2 separate regions of the Mus musculus genome follow, and region 2 is linked to region 1. A link is a contact called in public Micro-C data. All regions are on one chromosome and are shown on one strand. Each heading gives the region's core, a stretch centred on a gene start, on an enhancer-like site or on the middle of the called end of the contact. The rest is flanking DNA. Distances are from core to core; before and after follow the strand shown.

Region 1 (4,918 bases), core at 2,315-4,814:
TGAACGAGCTGCTGGTAGACGGGAACAGGGCCGCTGCTGGATAATTTGCAGTTTAATCAGCGTTTGTAATGAGAGCGGCTGATTAGGGCTGTTGGAAATAAAAGAGAGTTACAAGGAACGTCTGTCAGAGTCCGGTGATAATTCAGGACTAATTGTGGTGATTAGCGCAAACTGGATGACTTTGGGCTTTGCTAATGCAAAGAGAAACGTGCAGACTCCAGCCAGAGACCCCTCGGAGAACAGTGCCCCGGCTGCGAGCAACTTTGCTGAGCCTTTTTCCTGCGCGGTCCCCAGCGACTCCCCCGGCTTCGGGGAGGTGCAGTGGCCGCCACCACGCGGAACTACAGGGCAGTGACCAGGCAACCCCGCCTGGGTCTGCAGCCTGCCCTAACAGGGTCCCACAGCGCCTTCCTCGGCCGGGTTAGGGCTAGGAACACGCCTCTGGTCACCCCCACCCCAACCCCGGGATCCCATCCGTACCCCTACCACCACCCTGACCGAGGCCATTTTGCTGCAGGGAAGCGAATCTTGTCCCCTCCCAGTCCCCGGCTCCTACAGTCATCCATCACCACACCTCCTCACCGGGAACACCCGAAAGGGCAGAGCTTTCTGGGTTCCCTCTCATCCCATCACCGCCTCTTTTCCTTCCCTCTCTCTTAGTTCTCCGGGCCCTCATCAGACAAAAGAAAGGTTCTGGACACCCGGGTTCCCTAAACTGTGGTCTCTGGTGGGTGTCACCCAGCCCGCACCACTCTGGGCAGATGCAGCCCGTTAAGTGAACTGAGAAGAGCAGAACAGGGCTTATAAACTGCCGGAGTTCTCATTATTGAGGAGTTTCATAACTCTTTAATTCATTTTTAATGATGGCAATAAACATGGTAGTCATTTTGGAACAATAGCTAAAAATCATAGGGCCATTACTGTCCATTAAAACACTGTTTACAGTTCAGCGGGGGTTCACGTGCCCTGTAGTCAATCATATTAGCCCAAGGAGAGATTTATAGGTTGGAAGAACGGGTCTCTTTCTATTCTTTATATAACACAACACTTACTGAGCAAATTGTTTTTTTTTTTTCCTAAATTCACTTGGTTTTTTAATCGTGGGAATGGGGATTAAATAAGGAGGTGTTGCTGGCACCTCATTTCTATTTGATCAATAGATCATCAAGTACTGTAAGTGCCTTATTCACTATCAAATTAAATGAAAAATACTTTAACCCGTGTCCCTAGTGTCAGCAGATAAAGCTAATAATATTTTCTGTTATGTTTCCATTTAAGCTCTTAGGGCTCGGGAGAAGCCAGGTCTTGTGCTGTTTTCTCTCTTACACAGACCCACATACCTACATACGCAGGGTGTTGTCCCCAGCGCAAGAGTGTTTATTGTTTCTGGGAACCTGAGCCTTCTAATTCACACCAACCATTTTCCCATCTTACATGGATACACCTTGGAGCTTCAGAAGGAGATGGCAAAGCTTTAGGCCTCAGGAGCCAGAGGAGCTGCCTACTGGGGGGGGGGGGCTTCTATGAGACCGTTTGCCCTTTTGCTTTGATACCAGTTCTTGGTACAATAATAAATCTAAACGATAGGCCCAAAAGGGACGAATCTCTGATTTCCTAGATTTTTTTTCTATCCTAGATTAGATGTTATCTAATATTTTGCACACAGTCCCTCCCTGCCTTTGCAGCAACTAGCTACCACCCCTCCCCCCACTGCAGATTTAGAACTCTGTAACTATATAGCCTGTATTTTATAGAATACAGAATCCAAACGGTGTGTTTAGACATGATACTTCCTTTATATCATTCCATGGATTTCACAAAAATCATTTCCGTCTGTGTATATATTCTGGAAAGGGATTTCTTTTCTTTCAATAGCTGGGGTAACGTTGCAGTGGCCTGTCCAAAAAAAAAAAAAAAAAAAAAAAAACAATCGAACGATACTTGCGAAGTTTAATTGCTAACTTAGCAGCTCGGTCACACCTCCCAACCCATTAGATGATGAAATCTCACCTGGTTAGCGGGTACAGTACTGTGGCCTCAATGGCGAATGCCTGATTATACAGCCAAGCTGCTAATTTACCAAAGCCCCCAGCCAGGGAGGCTTGGACGGCCACCACTCACTGTATTCATGCGGTAGCTAAGAGAAGGAACCGTATTCCCTGAGCCGCTTTCCAGCTACCCGCAGAATGAGAAATGTAAAATTAGTGGAGATGTGTGCATGAAGGGAGCCGAGCAATTAGTAAGGCGCGGGCGCCCGCTGGCCCAGAGGGGGTCGGGGAGGGCGAGTAGGGAAACCAGGGCTCGAGGGCAAAGGGCTTCCTTCTTCGCAGCCAGCTGTCTGCAGGCCAGGTCCGCGGTAAGGTCAGCGTGCACATCTCAGCCCCTGGTGAAGCCGCGCCCGGTTAGGAACAATGCCTCTTACCAACCCTTTGCAAAGCCAGTCTGTGGGCGACTGGATACCCACCCGGGCACACACACACACACACACACACACACACACACACACACACACACACACTCATCTGCTTCTCTCCAGCTTGGCCCTGCAAAATCTCCTTAAGCATCCAGTTGTAGGAAACTCGGCCTGTGGCAGCATCACTACCAACAAGCCTCAAGGACAACCGTGGGTTATAGAAGGAAACCACTCTGCTTAGTGCCCTATTTTATTGTCCTATCTCCCCCAGTCCCCCACTTCCTAGCTTCCAGATAGCCACTCTTCTCGATGGCTGCAGGCTTGGCTTCTGAGTGCAGAGCAGTCTTGCAATCTGGGTCTCCCTCAGCGGGTGGGGATGCGCATAAACTGGATATTTACAACAGGAGTGTGCGCATGCACCTCTCTCTGCGAGGGCAGGTGTCTATGTACAGAGATTCTGTTAGCTGCATTGTGGAATTACATACATTCGTGTAGGCTCTAAAGCCACTTTGCAGCCGATTGTCGCTCTGAGATTGGATGAGCCTGGCTAGGGAGACAGCCTTTCTTCAGGGCTACCTTGACTACCTCTTCCTTTCCCGCTCCAGGTAGCAAACCCAACCCTGTCCCCTTCACATCCATCCTTAAAACCAGCCAAACAGTTCACAAACCCTTATTTATTTGTTTGTCTGTGGTTATCGCCTATGTTATTAATTGCACCGAGGCCTTCCTTGCTCTTTGAGAGAGCAGCGGTATAAATTGGCTCTAATAAATATTAGCCGCTAGATTAGGCGAGGTGAAGTTGGCACCGCGCTCTATTTTCGACCTGTAGCCTCTGCGAAGCCGCCAGTTCTGCGCCAGATTAGCCCCATCCATCCAGTGTCAATGGTTGTCTTGTTGAGAAAATCAGTGAGTAAACAGGGCTGACAGAGAGGGGGCCCAGCTGATTACTCATACAAATAGACTGCAAACTCCTCCCGGAGAAGCTGTTTCCAGAGATGGGTTTCTCGCATTGACAAGGCTGCTTCTCCCAGGATCCTCTGTCCTGCTGTTCCCACTTTGTCCTCCATCAATCACACAATTGTGTCCGGGATGTTTTATAGAGTCACTTAATATCCCTGCCTTCATCTCTATTCACTTAGAGAATCATCTGCCATCAGGGCTAAAGGCTTTCTGCAGGACAGGACTGGCGACACACCCTGGCAACAATAGCTCTGGTGGAAGCCGGACTGGTCGCCCTTTCTGATGCTAATAATACAGCCTGGATGTTCCAGTGCGTGGAGGTGGGGGGGGGGGGAGGCTGGGGGGAGGGCTTCTATTGAAATCCATGCTTGGCCCTTTTGTCCACCGTTTTAAATTATGTCTGGAATAGTCCATGATAGGGGTGTGGAGGCCACAATAAGTTTTCTTCTTAAATATTTTCTTTTCCCCTAAATGGTTTTGCAATCAAGATATTTGGTTCTGATTAAAGTCCTGCCTAAATCCATTTTACCTTCTTTTCCAGGAGGAGAAAGTATTTTTCTTACTCAACGGTATAACATTGTTTTGGTCTTTTTTTCACTTTCTTCTTCTTTTTCTTTCTTTCCTTCTTTTTTTTTTTTTTTTGAACCCTGTCCTCTCCCACCTCCTCAGCCTCCAACTGACATCTTCCATCCACACAGAGCAAGATTAACAGAAATTTAGTTTGGGGCCAACTGCACAGCATCTCTTAAGCATGGGTTTTCCACAACCAGGAGGCCAGCTGGGTACAAAATCACATTTTACGGGGGAATTTTAAAGACAGAAGAAAGAATTACAAGGTATCACTCTTTAAGTGGCTCATCTACAAATTAGATTGCTACACAATTAATCAGAAAGTTAATTAATGAGCAAGTTACTAATTAGGACATTTAAAACCAGTGTGTTTATGGAGCCTTGGTTTAAAAAAAAAAAAAGCTCCATAGTTAATTGGCCCACACACTGATCTCATAACTGTTAGTGGAGGTTAAAATACTACAGATGTACTATTTATTATGTATAAGTTCTAATTATGTCACCACTGTCTTCCATATCCCATAACTGACAGAATTTTACACTTAATTGGGAAGGGTGACATTCAGAAAACATAACCTGACTATATATGAAAACCAGTAGACACAGCTATAATAGTTCTGGGATTTATCTGCACTGAAATCTTTCCCTAGGTAGGAACGCCAGCAAAGGTGTTTAGGTTTGAGCACAGTCTCTAGGAGTTCAAACCTTCCGAAGCCCCTCCACCAACCTGGAGACCCCTAGAAAGTGTGGTTGGCTCTGGACATTTTGCTTAAGGCTGACACGGCATGGGGCAAAATAAGAAAATTGGGTCTCTGGAGGCTTCCTCTTTGTTAAGATAGAACAATGAACCAGCAAACCAAACCTTCGTTTTATAAAACTCACAGGTTTGATGCTACCATTTATATTAAAATGTGGACATCCGCTGTGAATCTCTAGAACATTTGCAAAGGGCAAATACCAAGTTAATTTCATTAA
Region 2 (4,553 bases), core at 511-3,010, 3.6 Mb before region 1:
CGCTAACGACGTTCCTAACAATTGGAAATCCTAGCAGTAAAGTTCTCCACACTGGACAGCGCTGTCCCTTGGTGCAGAGTCCCCAGCGCGGCGGACGAGGACACGGAGGAGGCGGCGGCCGCGGCGGCGACCACGAGCGAGCGGGTGAGCGCGACGGCGGGACCAGCAGCCGCCTGTACTGCGCAACCCCCGCCCCCGGGTCCCGGGGCGGTCCCGCTGGCGGCCCCGGACGAGACGTGCGCCCCGGCGGCCGCGGGACCCCGAGTGCGCCCGATGAGGCTCTCGATGGAGAAGGGCGAGCGTGCGAGCGCTGCGGCGCCCGGGCCTCCCGCCTTGACTGCGGCCGCCTGCAAAGGGCCGGGCAGGGCGGCAGCCAGCGCGTGTGACCGGTAGCCGAAGGCGGTCCGCGCCAGCTCGGCGGCCGCACCGGGAGGCGGCGGCGGAGGAGGAGGAGGCGGCGGGGGCGAGTGCGGATGGAAGGCGGCGGCGGCTGCCGCGGCGGCGGCAGCGAAGAGCGCGGAGGGCGGCGCGCAGGGTGGCAGCTGCAGGCCGTAGGCGCAGCCGTAGGCTCCGTAGCCGCAGGCGGGCGGTGGCGGCGGCGGCGGGAAAAGCGCGGCGCCCGGGTCCCCTGCGCCCGCCGCCGGCCCCGCACCGCGCAGCAGCAGCGCCTCGGCCGCCGCGTGGGGAGCGAGTAGCGGCTGGCGCTTGAAGCGCTTGCGGCGCCGCAGGAAGCTGCCGTTGTCGAACATATCTGCGGACTCCGGGTCGAGCGTCCAGTAGTTGCCCTTGCCCGGGTTGCCCGGTTCGCGCGGGATCTTGACGAAGCAGTCGTTGAGCGACAGGTTGTGACGGATGCTGTTCTGCCAAGCGGGGAACTTCTCCCGGTAGTAAGGGAAGCGGCTGCTGATGAACTCGCAGATCTCGCTGAGCGTCAGGCGCTTCTTGGGGCTCTGCAGGATGGCCATGGTGATGAGCGCGATGTACGAGTAGGGCGGCTTCACCAGCGGATTCTTAGCGCCCCCGCCCGTGCCCGCGCCCGTACCACCTCCCGCGCCGCCTCCCGCTCCGGCGCCGCTGCAGCCGCCCGACCCGGTCCCCGGGGCGGGCGCAGGACCCGGAGGCGCGGGGGACGCGGCGGGCCGGGAGGCCAGCAGCAGGTCATCGTCGTCCTCCTCCTCCAGGTCCTCGAGATCGTCCTCCCCGGCGTAAGAGCGCCTCCGCCGCTGGGCCGAGCTCGGCAACCGGGACCCGCCGCCGCCGCGGCCGCCGCCGCCCTCGTCGTCATCGTCCTCCTCCTCCTCGTCGTCCTCGCCCTCCCCCACCACGTCGATGTCTGTCTCCTCCGCGAGGCCGGAGGCATCGGACATCTCCGTGCTCAGGGTCATAGCTGGGGCGGCGCGGTGGCGCGGCGGCACATAGGGGCACCGGGCTCCCGGCTCCCTGGCCTCCCCAGGCCGATCCCGGAGCGGCGGACCCGGAGCGAGGACGCCACTCTGCGACGCGCGGCTGCAGGAGGTGGCTGGGGCCGCTCCGCTCCGCTACTTGGCGAGCAGGGCTGTGCGAGGTGTTTGCGCTCCCCGGCTCGGCGGGCACCGGGTGGCGGGCGCTCTAGACTTGACCTTTTCCACTGTGGTCCCTTTAGCCCGGTTAGTCCAGGAGGGGGTGGCTGGACCCTGGCGGGCCAGTCGGTGTCGGGCGCCCAGAAGGGCGCGGGAGGAGTGAGAATCTAGAAACGGAGCTCGGCAAGGCCAGGGCTGAGTCCAGAAGAGGGCGGACCTTGTCTGTGCTTATAGCAGAAGGGGGCCTGTCACATGGTGTGCACGTCAGAGCGCGGCCCAGGGAAGGAAAAGAAAGGCGAGGGAATCGGCGTGTAGGAAGAGAAAGTTCACCCGCAGGAGGGGCAGCAGCAAGAGTTGGAGACTGAAGCCCACTATTTCTTGCCAAGATATTGGCTATCCTGAATCCCACCCTAGCCAGCCGCGAGCCGACCCGAGAGCTACAGGAGTTCAAACCCCCAGCCTTATTCTCCCGGATTAGCCCTCAACCCTAATCTCAAGCGCTCCGGGGACGCTTCGATTGGACAACCCAGTGGCCTGTAGGAGTCATCCCACTGGGGACAACTGCTCTATGTGTGAGGTGCTCACTGGAATATTGAGCGAGGGAGTCTGGTAGGGTGTCCCAGCTCTCTGGACTGGGCCAGTCTCCGCCTGTGGAATCTGATGAAAAATCCCCCATTTTGAGCACGGTAATAATTGTTTATTGACCCTTTAACCCTTTCCCTTCGGTTCTTCTCCAAAGACGTTTGTTTTCCGCCATCTGTTAATAAAAATGCGGTTAGGCTGGCGTTTTGGTCATTTATCTGCAATTGAATGCCCTAGAGACTTGACAGCTAAACTAAGCCACTCTAATGAGAGCATCTCACAAATTCCATGGGAATAGAGCAAGCAATGGTTGAATGAGGAAAAGAAATAGAAAATTGTAATGAAAACCCAAACACACACAGAAATTACACATAGCAGCAACTCAAACACTGTTGAGATGTTAGGAAAAAGAGCGCTATACTTTTCAATAAAAGGTATTTCTAAAGGAGCATTTCACACTACTTTCTAAATACTGGAATTATTATAACTTACACACAGTGTTGTTCCGGAAGGATTGATAGTAGAAAGGACAGTAGCAAAGATGAACTTTGAGATCAATTTTTTATTTTGGAAAATACATTAAATGCTTTTTATACTCTTTTTTTTAAAAAAAAACCCGACTTTTAAATTTTAAATGCAGGATGCAACTCCACTCGATTCATTTTTCTTCCAAGTGGCAAGCTAATAGGGATGATTAAAGTATTATTCTGTTTTAAGGTCACCTGTGTTTACCACCAGCTAAATGTTTTGTTCTGGCTGGCGGGAAATCCGAATAATTGTGTAATCCGAATTCATTTTGATAGCCTAGCTTTCTGGATGTTTGCCTTTTCTGAGATGTTTCGATTTCAAATAGGGAACTTTGCCTTACCAGTTTAACTTTCTGGTTAAAATCGCCATTTGCCAAGAACTGAATAAAAATTCAATGGCTTTCTCTAGGAACAATCTCAAATGCTCTGTGTGTCATTGTATCAACCAAGTGTTTCTTACTTCCTGAAGTGACTTGTTCTAACTGGTATTCATCACAAAAATAAGCTGTTGCCCCATCTAATACTTCTTTTCAAATCAGATTTCGTTTTCTCCAATGGGTAACCACCAGTTCCACTTGTAAATGGTCTGTAAAGTCTACTAGAGATCTTTAAAAGATCTATGAGAATGCCTTGCGATCTGAACGCGTTGATTTTCATTGCCTCTCATTTGATGTATGACTGGACCATCTAATTATTGTAATGGGCTCTGATTAACCTGCGCCAACATTAATCAGGCAGCGAATGCTTTGTTGATGCAGACAGGCGTCCTAACCAAGGAGTCCACTTTTACATCAAAAGTTTAAGTTTTATTAGTGCTTGCCCGATATCTAAATAAACACTATGGTTTTCGCAGTGCTGAGGGCTGCTGCGTACAAACGTATTTGAAGATGGAATACAAGAAGAATTGTTCGCAGGTTATTAGTAACGTTAGAGGAAAATCTCTCTGCTCAAGATTTGCAATTTGTCTGTCCTAGAAGGGTCTGGGAGTTGAGAGCTTATGTTCCGTTTGCAATATCGCCCCCAAAGGGTTAAAGGGCTGTTTCCTGGAAATGTTTGGGGAAACGTGGTAAATTACCTTAAAGTCACTGGCGGGGGGCGAGGAATGTGGGGATTTGCTGGATTTGACAGACCACCTCAACACACTGGGATCAATGAAGGTACAGAACAGGTAACCAGAGATTTGAGTGAGCTTCACTAAAGCCATCTTTGGGCACTCCACCAGTTTTGTTTGCTTTAGTTAAGGTACCTATAGCCCCTTAGCTGTTCAGTCCAGAAATTTCCCAGCCTGGAAACCTTGCTGGGAATTCGTGCCTTGCTCATCCTCTTTCTGCCTTCCTGGTCCCTAGCTCTCAGAATCTCCTGACTCCCTGTCTTTTCTCCAAGGATGGAAAGTCCCCCATCCCATCCCATCCCATCCCATCCCATCCCATCCCATCCCATCCCATCCCATCCCCTCAAGCTAGTACAGGGGCCAGAAATCTTTCCCAGAGGTGGGCAGGACAGCCATTTGGAACCAAGAGCCATCCCCACTCCCATCCCCCACTCCTTGGCCTGAAAGCGCGCACCAAGAAAGCAGCTGGTGGTTATCCTTGCAATGTAGGAGCTCGGCAGAACTGCCCCCTGGTGGTAGTGTGGAGTCCTGCTGTCCCTTGGGTTGGCCTGGGCACCCGGTGCCACCGGTGCCACCGTGGTGGCTAGAAAATCCCCAGAGCAGAAAGTGTCTGGTAAGGCCCTAGATCTAGTAGTCTCCTCTGAGGGACAGGGACTGAGCCCGCACAACAGGCTTCTTCTCCTTGGGGTTCGAGTTAATCAGTTTTATTCTCACAGGCTGTTTGGGTCAGGGGCCTGAACCCCCCAGAGCTGAAGTCACAGGATTTGGCACCAG

The links. Hi-C and Micro-C count contacts between places; a contact is called where the count stands out from the background.
Region 2: a Micro-C map of embryonic stem cells shows a contact between it and region 1, with 6 times the contacts expected there. The contact joins the promoter of Foxd1 here to the enhancer-like site in region 1. A contact is called at or near these places in 4 of 39 promoter capture datasets (cranial neural crest, frontonasal cranial neural crest, hippocampal neurons and 1 more), 7 of 484 Hi-C or Micro-C datasets (cerebellar granule neurons, cerebellum, cerebral cortex and 2 more), 2 of 115 datasets of contacts at active chromatin or transcription factors (embryonic forebrain and embryonic midbrain) and 1 of 9 other capture datasets (embryonic tail).

What each region holds. Positions count from the first base shown.
Region 1 is chr13:94,705,412-94,710,329 of GRCm38.p6, reverse strand. No RefSeq gene overlaps it. Among named protein-coding and RNA genes, the nearest start is that of Gm32351, 5.0 kb to the right of the region's middle. Within about 2 kb of position 3,564, at least 6 of the 459 cell types and tissues checked have an H3K27ac peak or open chromatin away from gene starts, as enhancers often do. A contact at or near this core is called in embryonic stem cells, where this site is marked.
Region 2 is chr13:98,351,452-98,356,004 of GRCm38.p6, reverse strand. It overlaps Foxd1 (forkhead box D1), which reads right to left and starts at 1,760. Exons shown (of 1, transcript NM_008242.2): 1 at 1-1,760. The coding sequence starts at 1,385. The coding sequence ends at 15.